Regions from separate parts of the Mus musculus genome. Here regions 2 and 3 are each linked to region 1. A link is a contact called in public HiChIP or PLAC-seq data. All regions are on one chromosome and are shown on one strand. The core of a region is the stretch at or near the end of the contact, and the rest is flanking DNA. Distances in the headings are between cores, read along the strand shown.

Region 1 (2,700 bases), core at 165-2,664:
TGTCAGTCTTACCAACTACACAGTCTATCTCAGGGCTAGGCCAATAGGCTGGCAGAGCCTCAAAAGAGTCCTCCTCAGAATTAATACCTGAACAATAGTTCTGTCACTGGAGATTGTAAGTTGGAGGCAATGAACTTCAGACTGGGCTTCCCAATGGCAAGGTCTTTCTGCATTGGGAGCAGAGAGACCCAGGCAGGGACAGCAGAGCCTGCAAGCAGCCGTACTCGCTGAGATGCCCTATCCCTGCTTTGGTCCTGTCTTAGTCAGGGTTTCTATTCCTGCACAAAACATCATGACCAAGAAGCAAGTTGGGAAGGAAAAGGGCTTACACTTCCACATTGCTGCTCATCACCAAAGGGAGTCAGGCCTGGAACTCACACAGGGCAGGAACTTGGATGCAGAGGCCATGGTGGGGTGTTACTTACTGGCTTGCTTTCCCTGGCTTGCTCAGCTTGCTTTCTTAAAGAATTCAGGACTACAAGCCCAGGGATGGCACCATGCACAATGGGTCCTCCCACCCTTGACACTAATTGAGAAAATGCCTTACAGCTGGATCTCATGGAGGCATTTCCTCAAGGGAGGCTCCTTTCTCTGTGAAACTCCATCTTGTTGTCAAGTTGACACACAAAACCAGCTCTTATAGAACTCTTTATTCAGGATTCCATAAACCTCTGTCCCTCTATTCTGGTGCATTGCAAATACATTTCCTTGACCTTCATTCCTATGAAGAAAATTTGCCCTAGAAGAGGCTCCCCTATATAAGGACCTCATGTGCACAACAGGACCATCCTCCTCTAGCCGAGACAGTTCCCCATAGCACCTACCCTACAGAGCACAGCTACCACGAAGACATCCTGAGTGATGTCTTTCAGATTGTCTCAGAGCTGTTGTTTAGCTCCTCCCTGTTTAGTTAATCAATTAGATAGATCGTGACTTTAATATTTTCAAGGCGAGCGAAGCTAGAAGGAAGCCTCCTTTTGTCCTCCCTACCCCAAATCTCTGTTCTCACAGGCACCCCTAAATCAGGAATACATAATCCCTAAGACCTTTAACTGGACATAAATATCTCAGGCCTCAGAGGACTTGGGTGTGACTGTCTGAAAGTGTCTCTCATGAGGACCGGGTAATTTCTCCTGTGTTTGCTATTATTCTCTTTCCCTCCCTTCTGATGTCCCCCACCCCAAGAAAAATCTAGAAGGAAAGATGAGGTCAGCCAAAAGGATATGTGTGGGCGTGGGGCCCATGAGAGACCCACCCCAAATACATACTGGCTGTGGGCTGATAAAGGAGCTGATGTGCCTAGAGACCACGCAGCTGCTTGCCTTCCCACAGGCTCCTTCCACCCTCCCACCCTACCCTCAGCCCTCCCCCAGCCACTCCTCAGCCAGTTGCAGCTGCTCAGGGCACAGCCTGGCTTTGTGGAAAACAGAACATTAGTGAGACAAAGGCTGGGGAAATAGGGGGAATGTGTTAATTGGATCTGCATAGAGGGCTGTGGAGGCTGCCAAGTGCCCAAACACCATGCCCCTCCCTGTCCACACCAGGCTGGTCTCAGTCCAGAATTCTCTGCTCTGAAGGGATCTCCAACTGGGAAGGAGGGGACAGGGAGCCAGCTGGGGTCACCCGCCAAGCCATCCATCTGCCCTGGGAAGCTTTACGACCCCACCCCACCCCCCACCCCCATAGTTAAAAAGTCAAGCCCTTGAACAAGGGTGCTGGAGTCCAGGTCCAACCTGGCTTTTCACACAGCCAGCCTTGGGTTCTCTTCCAAAGGCCACCAACTTCCCAAAGTGGTTTGTTTGTTTGTTTGTTTGTTTGTTTAGGTGCTCTTTGCCTCCCTAACCTCTGCTCTTCCCTGGCTGGTAGATAGAAGTCTCACTTTGGAAGTTCTTTGTAAGCCATGGAAGGGGAGGCCTGGGTGAGCCTGTGGAGGGGATAGATATGAATATGTGTAGTTTTTGCCACCAGCATTGGCTCATTATGTTGAGGGAGGAGGAGCTATTACTAGAACCCAATGGGTAGAGCTTAAATTAAGGATGCTGTCAGCACTCTGCACACACAACTCAAGACCCACCCTCAACAAAGACTTATCCGACCCTCCAGCAATCAAAATGCCTGTCTTTCCATGGGTGAAGAGCCTTGCCTCGAAAGACTCTGCCAGCTACACTGTCCTCTGCAAAAGCAAAAGCGTGTGTTCTCTCTCTCTCTCTCTCTCTCTCTCTCTCTCTCTCTCTCACACACACACAAACACACACACATGTATACATACATACATGTGTATACACTCACTTCAAGAATTACAGGGGTGGGGCACAAGATGCTAATTATTTATTTATTCATTTGACTAGGATGGACCTGGTGCCAACTGCATGCCCAGAACTTCTCTATGTGGAGACTTCACATTGAAAGAGATAGACAAGTCCCAGCTCACCTGGAATTGATGTTCCCTAGAGACCTGGGGCAGGAAGACAGAAACCAAACAAATAAAGGAAGAGAAAAATGTCAGACCCCAAGAAAGACCATCTGGAGAAGTGCAAGAGGGTGGCAGTGCCACAGGGGGGCCCTAGGATGTCTAGCTTTGATCTGATGGTCAAAGCGGCCCCCTGAAGAGGTGCCATTTATGCTGAGATCTAAACCACAGGAAGGAGCCAGCCTCAGAAGGATCAGGAGACAGATTTCTAAAGAGAACAGAGGTATCTG
Region 2 (2,700 bases), core at 166-2,665, 190 kb after region 1:
TTGGGGGCTTGGGGGGGGAAGGGCTCTGAATTTACTATGGGTGGCTGTGGCTTGATTCTCTCTGGGTGAACACAGTGGTTTCCAGAGGGTTGTGCAACAGGAAATGGGGCAGGGGGCTGCTTCTGCTCTCCCTCTTCAGCCTTACTGCTCTTGGTTATTCGGGTCGAGGCTGGTTGAGCAGGCCCTATTCTGATCTGTGTTGGAGGAGACTAAAGGGTGCGACTGCTCTTTGGCCCCAGCACTTTCCTGGGTGGTATTTGTGTGGTTTGCTTTTTCTGGCGCTCTGCCAGATGCACAGGGCCAGCGAGATGTTAGGGAAGAGGAAATAGGAGGTGCCCTGGGGTGACTCTGTCATCTCAGGCGAGCCAGTGGGCCTTGGTGTCTCCTACCTGAGAACCCAGTGTGCTGAGGTAGGCAAAGGGTGCTTACCCCGAGATGATATATCTTTGGGTGCAGTTCAGGGACTCCCCGTCAGTCATCACAGCACTCAGAAAGCCCAACACTTGGTGGCTGTGATACATAGTGGTCAGTTCCTGTGATTTTTGTCCCAGGAAAACAACTGTCCCATGTTCTCAGTGTTTATATTCATAGCCTGATTGGCTCAGAGGTCATTGTGATAGAGAGCTGCCCAGCGTTTCGATGCCCAAAGTGCTGCGCTGCCATTTCTGTTGTTTACTTAGAACACCTGCTATATAAGGTGCAAAAGCTTAGCCTGCTCCTGACCCCAGTTGGTTCCAGTTGAAAATCTTTTGCCCTATGACCATGCATATTGCTGCTCAAAGTGATGGGGGCAGTGTTCAAGTCATCTTTGAGGCCAGTGTGACCAGCCCGTGTACCTGTGATAGATAGATAGGGGTCTTGCTTGATAGGTTCGTTAAAAGGCGGGAAAAGTCTTAAGCACCACAGGTAACATTGTAGAAATTGTAGAAACACTGCAAACAGGAGCAGGGAGAGTCAGCAGTTGAAGGAAGGGTTTTATGAGGTTAGAAACACAGGCATGCAGCAGGCACACAGAGAAAAGGCCCTCTGTCTGTAAAGCCGCATGTCTTTATGCCTGCAAAGGGATATCAGTCTCTTTAGGGCTGTGTGTGTGTGTGTGTGTGTGTGTGTGTGTGTGTGTGTGTGTGTGTGTGTCTGTCTGTCTGTCTGTCTGTCTGAAGTTTTCTCTCCCCTAATTTAGGGTTAGTTAGTTTGAAGACAGGTATGATGAATGTTGGTGGGCCCACAACTGTTATGTGACCTGTCCTGACCTAGCCTTGAATTTGCTGAGGTGGACCTTCAGCAGGGAAGGGAGACCAAAGCCTCCAGGACTTTTATTTTAGGCTACCAGGCTTTTGTCTCAAGTCTGGAGTGGGGAGGTGAGGAACCCTCCTCTTGAAATTCGACACCTTTATTACCTAGCCATGCGCTCCCCCTCCCTCTAGTCTGTCTACCAGGGAGTCTGTCTAACTCGTGCTCTCTAACCTGAGACAGTTCAGAGCTCAGCCCAGCAGGTAAGAACAAGCAGGGAGCCTGAGGTCATGGAGAGCCTGAGCTCTCTGTCTGTCCGGTGTGTCCTGTCCTCTCCCACTACGTCATCCCCCTCTACGGTCCACACCAGCTCCACACCAGCGTGTGGCTCAGAGTCCCCTGCAGCTTTGATGATCACCTGCTCCTTTTGAATTTTCTTAGGCCCCAGGGCTCTCTGTGTTCCCTGCCCATTTTACAGATGAGAAAATAGGCCTCTGAGAGGGCCTCATTCCGGCTTAGCTCAGGGGGTTAGTGTGAAATAGAAAAGCCCAGGCCTAGAATTCCACCGGGTTTGTGTGCCCTCCAGGGTACCTTAACTCACTTCTTAGTCTGTACCTGGGAGGCCACAGGAGTCATTGGGCATGTGCCACATCCCTGATCCCATCACGGACCTGTTTGGAGAACCACAAGGAGCCACAGAGTAGAAATTAACAGGTGAAGTTAATATTGGGATGGTAAATGTCTTTAAATGTCAAATATACAATTAAGAAATTAAATGGTCTAAAAGGAGGGTTCTATCAATGTATGGTGGCTTGCCTATCGACTTTTTCTTTAGAAAACCAGTTTATGCATCGTGGAGAGTCACTAACAAATTTTGAGCTTGTGTTATGTACCTTGTATCTTGAATGCCCCTTAGAGCCCCATGTGTTGAAGGCTTGACTATCAGCCTGGGGTACCACTGAGGGGTGATAGGACCCTTAGGAGGTGTGGCATTATGGGACAAAGTCATGGGCTCACTCTTGAGCTGTGGGTTAGGATCAGGACATAGAGCAGGAGATAGTGGCTCCCAGACAGAGTCAAAGTAATTAATGCCCATAGCCCGGCCAGCATGAAACCCTCAGCCGGCTCAGACCATCTCCATCTGACATTCAAGTGCCAAGTCTCTCCCTTGGGTGCCTGTGGGCCTCTCTGGGGGTCAGGTGTGACCTCACAGTTTCTGGCAGGTGATCAAGGAGGCCTGAGGCCAGCAGTGGCTACGGGAGGTTGTTCTTGGTGTCTTCCAAAACCTCTGCCTTGAGACAGCCACAAAATCTGTGCATCTTCAGTCAGTAAAGGACTTCAGCTGAAGGTGGGCAAGATCAGTGGGGGTGGAGTGGGGGACTGGGGTGGGGGGAGACAGGAAAGGAACCTAAGCCTACTTACTGTTTATAAGAGGCCGCCCATGTGACAGCCTTTTCAAGCAGGTGTGCC
Region 3 (2,700 bases), core at 188-2,687, 210 kb after region 1:
AGGAGGTTGCCTTGAAGCTTGTCATTAGTGCCCCTTCTTTGTGCCATTCGGACTCGGGTTCTTTAACCCTCCAGAAAATCAGTCTTGTGGCCTGGACTGGGATGGCAGAGATGACCAGCTCATTTCTGATGGAAGGACTTGTTAGACACAAGAGGAAAGCAAGCACAGGTAGTAAACACCAGTGTCCTTAGAGCAGATGAAGAACCAAAACATACTCCTTACTCACGGGTTCTCAGAGCAGCTCTGAGCTTCACCAGTGTCCTCAGGACAAGCCTGCCATCAGCTGTCACAGCCAGTAGGCATCTCCTGACCTTCCCTTCTGTATTGGCAGCACAGTCTACTGCCTCTCCTTAGACACCCCGGCCTTCAGAATCGCAGGGGACACTTGTGCGGCTGGAAAGTTGGCAAGCCCAGGCTGTGTATGGGCTCCAGCCCATTCCTGAAGTGACTTTCCCCCCCCCCCTCCCACTCTCCAACCTCTTTCCTCTGTCATGAGTTCCCCAGTGTCCGTAAATGGCACGGAGTCTCTGGCATAGAGAGCTTGCAAGCTGTGATCTTCTGGAATCTTAAGGTGGGCGGGAAGTCGGAAGCCTTTCTTGGATCTCTGCCCACTGGTCCCTGGAGCCAAGACTGGCCTCTGATGCTTGGTAGTAGTAATTGGTATTCATTGAGACCTTGCCTCACGTTGTGTATCATTCCATCGTGTGTATTTCTTAAGAAATACAGCAAGTGTAGTTAATGGGCTGGATAGGATTCAGGATTTGTATTGTTAGCAGCAGCAGGAGGTGGGTGCTGAGCCTGCACATTCTGTACATGGGTCCTTTGAGCTGGGGATGTAGTGCCTGGGGCTGGTGAGCTTACTTTGTCATAGAGAGCTGTGTGAGGGTGCCACACCTGCGTCAGAGGCCCCATTTTCAGCCATGTTCTAGGTGGAGTGTTGAGCGCCCCATTGTTTGGGGCTGAGGCGGTATGCATTGGTTTCTGGTAGAGAAGCTGCAAATTTCACGCATTGAAATCAGCTCTTATTGCTATTTCTTGCCCGTCGTCAGTCCTGGTTTAGGGTCTGCTCCAAGCCAACGAAAGACCCCGCCACAAATTTTAAGCCTGGTCTACCTCATCCTACTAAGAACCAACCGTACTCATAATTATGTCCACCAGCAGCCTAGGAATAGCAGTTTGATAGTGTGCCCAATTTCACATGTATTCATTAGCTGCACGTCATAAACCTGGTAGCCCCCAAGGACTGTGCGTATGATGTCTGTTCAGTTCTAGTGGGGACTAGGGGTACACATAGGCAGGGAGCAGCCTCCCACCCCTACCCCCACCCCCAAGCCACCATGGCAAGGCTTCAAGAGCAAATGGTGTTACTGGCTCTCTGTTCCTTGTGCCAAGCCTCCCACGGCCACTCCTCCAACAGGACCCGCCACTCTGGACAGACAGGGGCTGTTTTCTTCCTGAGTCCTGGAAGTGCCAATGTACTGCACGGTCTGAGGCTGCCCTCTTTGACTGCACTGAATGGCCATCCAGGTGCTGGGACACATTTCACAGACCCCATTGTGCCCTAGGAAGAGCATCTCTACGTGCCCACTGGGCACAGGGTCTGTGCAGCTTGCCACTTCTGCTCCTGGGCCAGAGCAATGAATTGGGTCTCTCTCTTCACTGGAATGGTCTGGAAGAAACAGGACTCCCTCCTCCCATAAGATTACCCTCGAAGCCATGCTTCACTTGTTCAGAGGAAATTATTTCTCCTCTCCCTTCAGGAAGAAGCACACTGCCAAGTTGACCCTGCCGTGCAGCGTGACTTTATGAGACAGCAGCTGCTGTCCCTGCTGGAACTAGGGGAGGAGACATGAGACCATAGTACCTCACCCACCCAAGAGGCTCACCATGGCAGCCCAGCGTATCCGGGCAGCCAACGCCAGTGGCCTCCCTCGGTGCAAGTCGGAGGGGACTCTGATAGACCTGAGCGAGGGCTTCTCAGAGACAAGCTTTAATGATGTCAAAGGTAAGTTCCTAGCCAACCCCTGCCTGAGGGGGACATGGGGATATTGATGGCTCGTGGATTTACAGGCAGCCAGTTTTACCATCAGCTCTCTAACCTTTCTGCTATTCATTCCTCCCTGAAAACAGTGCCATTTATCTCTGGATGTGTAGGGAGATTGTGTGTGCACGCATGCTCTTACTAACTTATGTGTGCAGAAATGCACATGGGTTGGGGCACACGTGGATGCAAGTTCACTTGGAGGCCAGATGTCACACAGATGCCACCGGCCTTGGTGTTTGAGGCAGGATCCTCCTGAACCTGGAACTTATTATGGAGTGTAGCAGTCTGGCTGGCTGGCTTTCAGAATTGGGCTGTTGGGCAAACCTCTCAGCTACATGCTTGGATCCCACCCGAGGTGTCATTTGATTCCCAAAAGTCTACTTTGACCTTGCTGCACCACATAGTGGCTTGTTCCTTGGGATGTATTGGTAGCATCCTGGTCCCTTGTTACAGTGTTTAGCCTTCCTACAGCATCAGCAGTTTATTACTGATCACACACACACACACACACACACACACACACACACACGTCCTCCTTGAAGAGGGCCAGATAACATTGACTGCTCACTCTGAAGTCACTCCTTGTCTTCTTCTCACACTGAACACTCAGAACTTTATCTCTGTTCCTTCTCCCTTGGCAAACTCAGAACTAAGTG

The links. HiChIP or PLAC-seq counts read pairs in DNA pulled down with a chosen protein or histone mark.
Region 2: an H3K27ac HiChIP or PLAC-seq map of embryonic stem cells shows a contact between it and region 1, with 2.6 times the contacts expected there. The contact joins two enhancer-like sites. A contact is called at or near these places in 1 of 15 datasets of contacts at CTCF or cohesin (the NIH/3T3 cell line), 1 of 484 Hi-C or Micro-C datasets (nephron progenitors), 6 of 115 datasets of contacts at active chromatin or transcription factors (embryonic stem cells, pancreatic cancer cells and stem cell-derived neural progenitor cells) and 1 of 9 other capture datasets (embryonic stem cells).
Region 3: a contact with region 1 is called in an H3K27ac HiChIP or PLAC-seq map of oligodendrocyte precursor cells, with 4 times the contacts expected there. The contact joins two enhancer-like sites. A contact is called at or near these places in 9 of 115 datasets of contacts at active chromatin or transcription factors (astrocytes, embryonic stem cells, neural progenitor cells and 3 more) and 1 of 9 other capture datasets (embryonic stem cells).

Annotation. Positions count from the first base shown.
Region 1 is chr1:88,922,942-88,925,641 of GRCm38.p6, forward strand. No RefSeq gene overlaps it. Among named protein-coding and RNA genes, the nearest start is that of 1700067G17Rik, 92 kb to the right of the region's middle. Within about 2 kb of position 1,415, at least 74 of the 459 cell types and tissues checked have an H3K27ac peak or open chromatin away from gene starts, as enhancers often do. A contact at or near this core is called in embryonic stem cells, neural progenitor cells and oligodendrocyte precursor cells, where this site is marked.
Region 2 is chr1:89,108,521-89,111,220 of GRCm38.p6, forward strand. The region is part of intron 2 of Sh3bp4 (SH3-domain binding protein 4); the gene reads left to right. Among named protein-coding and RNA genes, the nearest start is that of Gm34331, 6.3 kb to the left of the region's middle. Within about 2 kb of position 1,416, at least 143 of the 459 cell types and tissues checked have an H3K27ac peak or open chromatin away from gene starts, as enhancers often do. A contact at or near this core is called in embryonic stem cells, where this site is marked.
Region 3 is chr1:89,135,799-89,138,498 of GRCm38.p6, forward strand. It overlaps Sh3bp4 (SH3-domain binding protein 4), which reads left to right. Exons shown (of 6, transcript NM_133816.3): 3 at 1,761-2,005. The coding sequence starts at 1,888. Among named protein-coding and RNA genes, the nearest start is that of Gm34331, 34 kb to the left of the region's middle. Within about 2 kb of position 1,438, at least 24 of the 459 cell types and tissues checked have an H3K27ac peak or open chromatin away from gene starts, as enhancers often do. A contact at or near this core is called in neural progenitor cells and oligodendrocyte precursor cells, where this site is marked.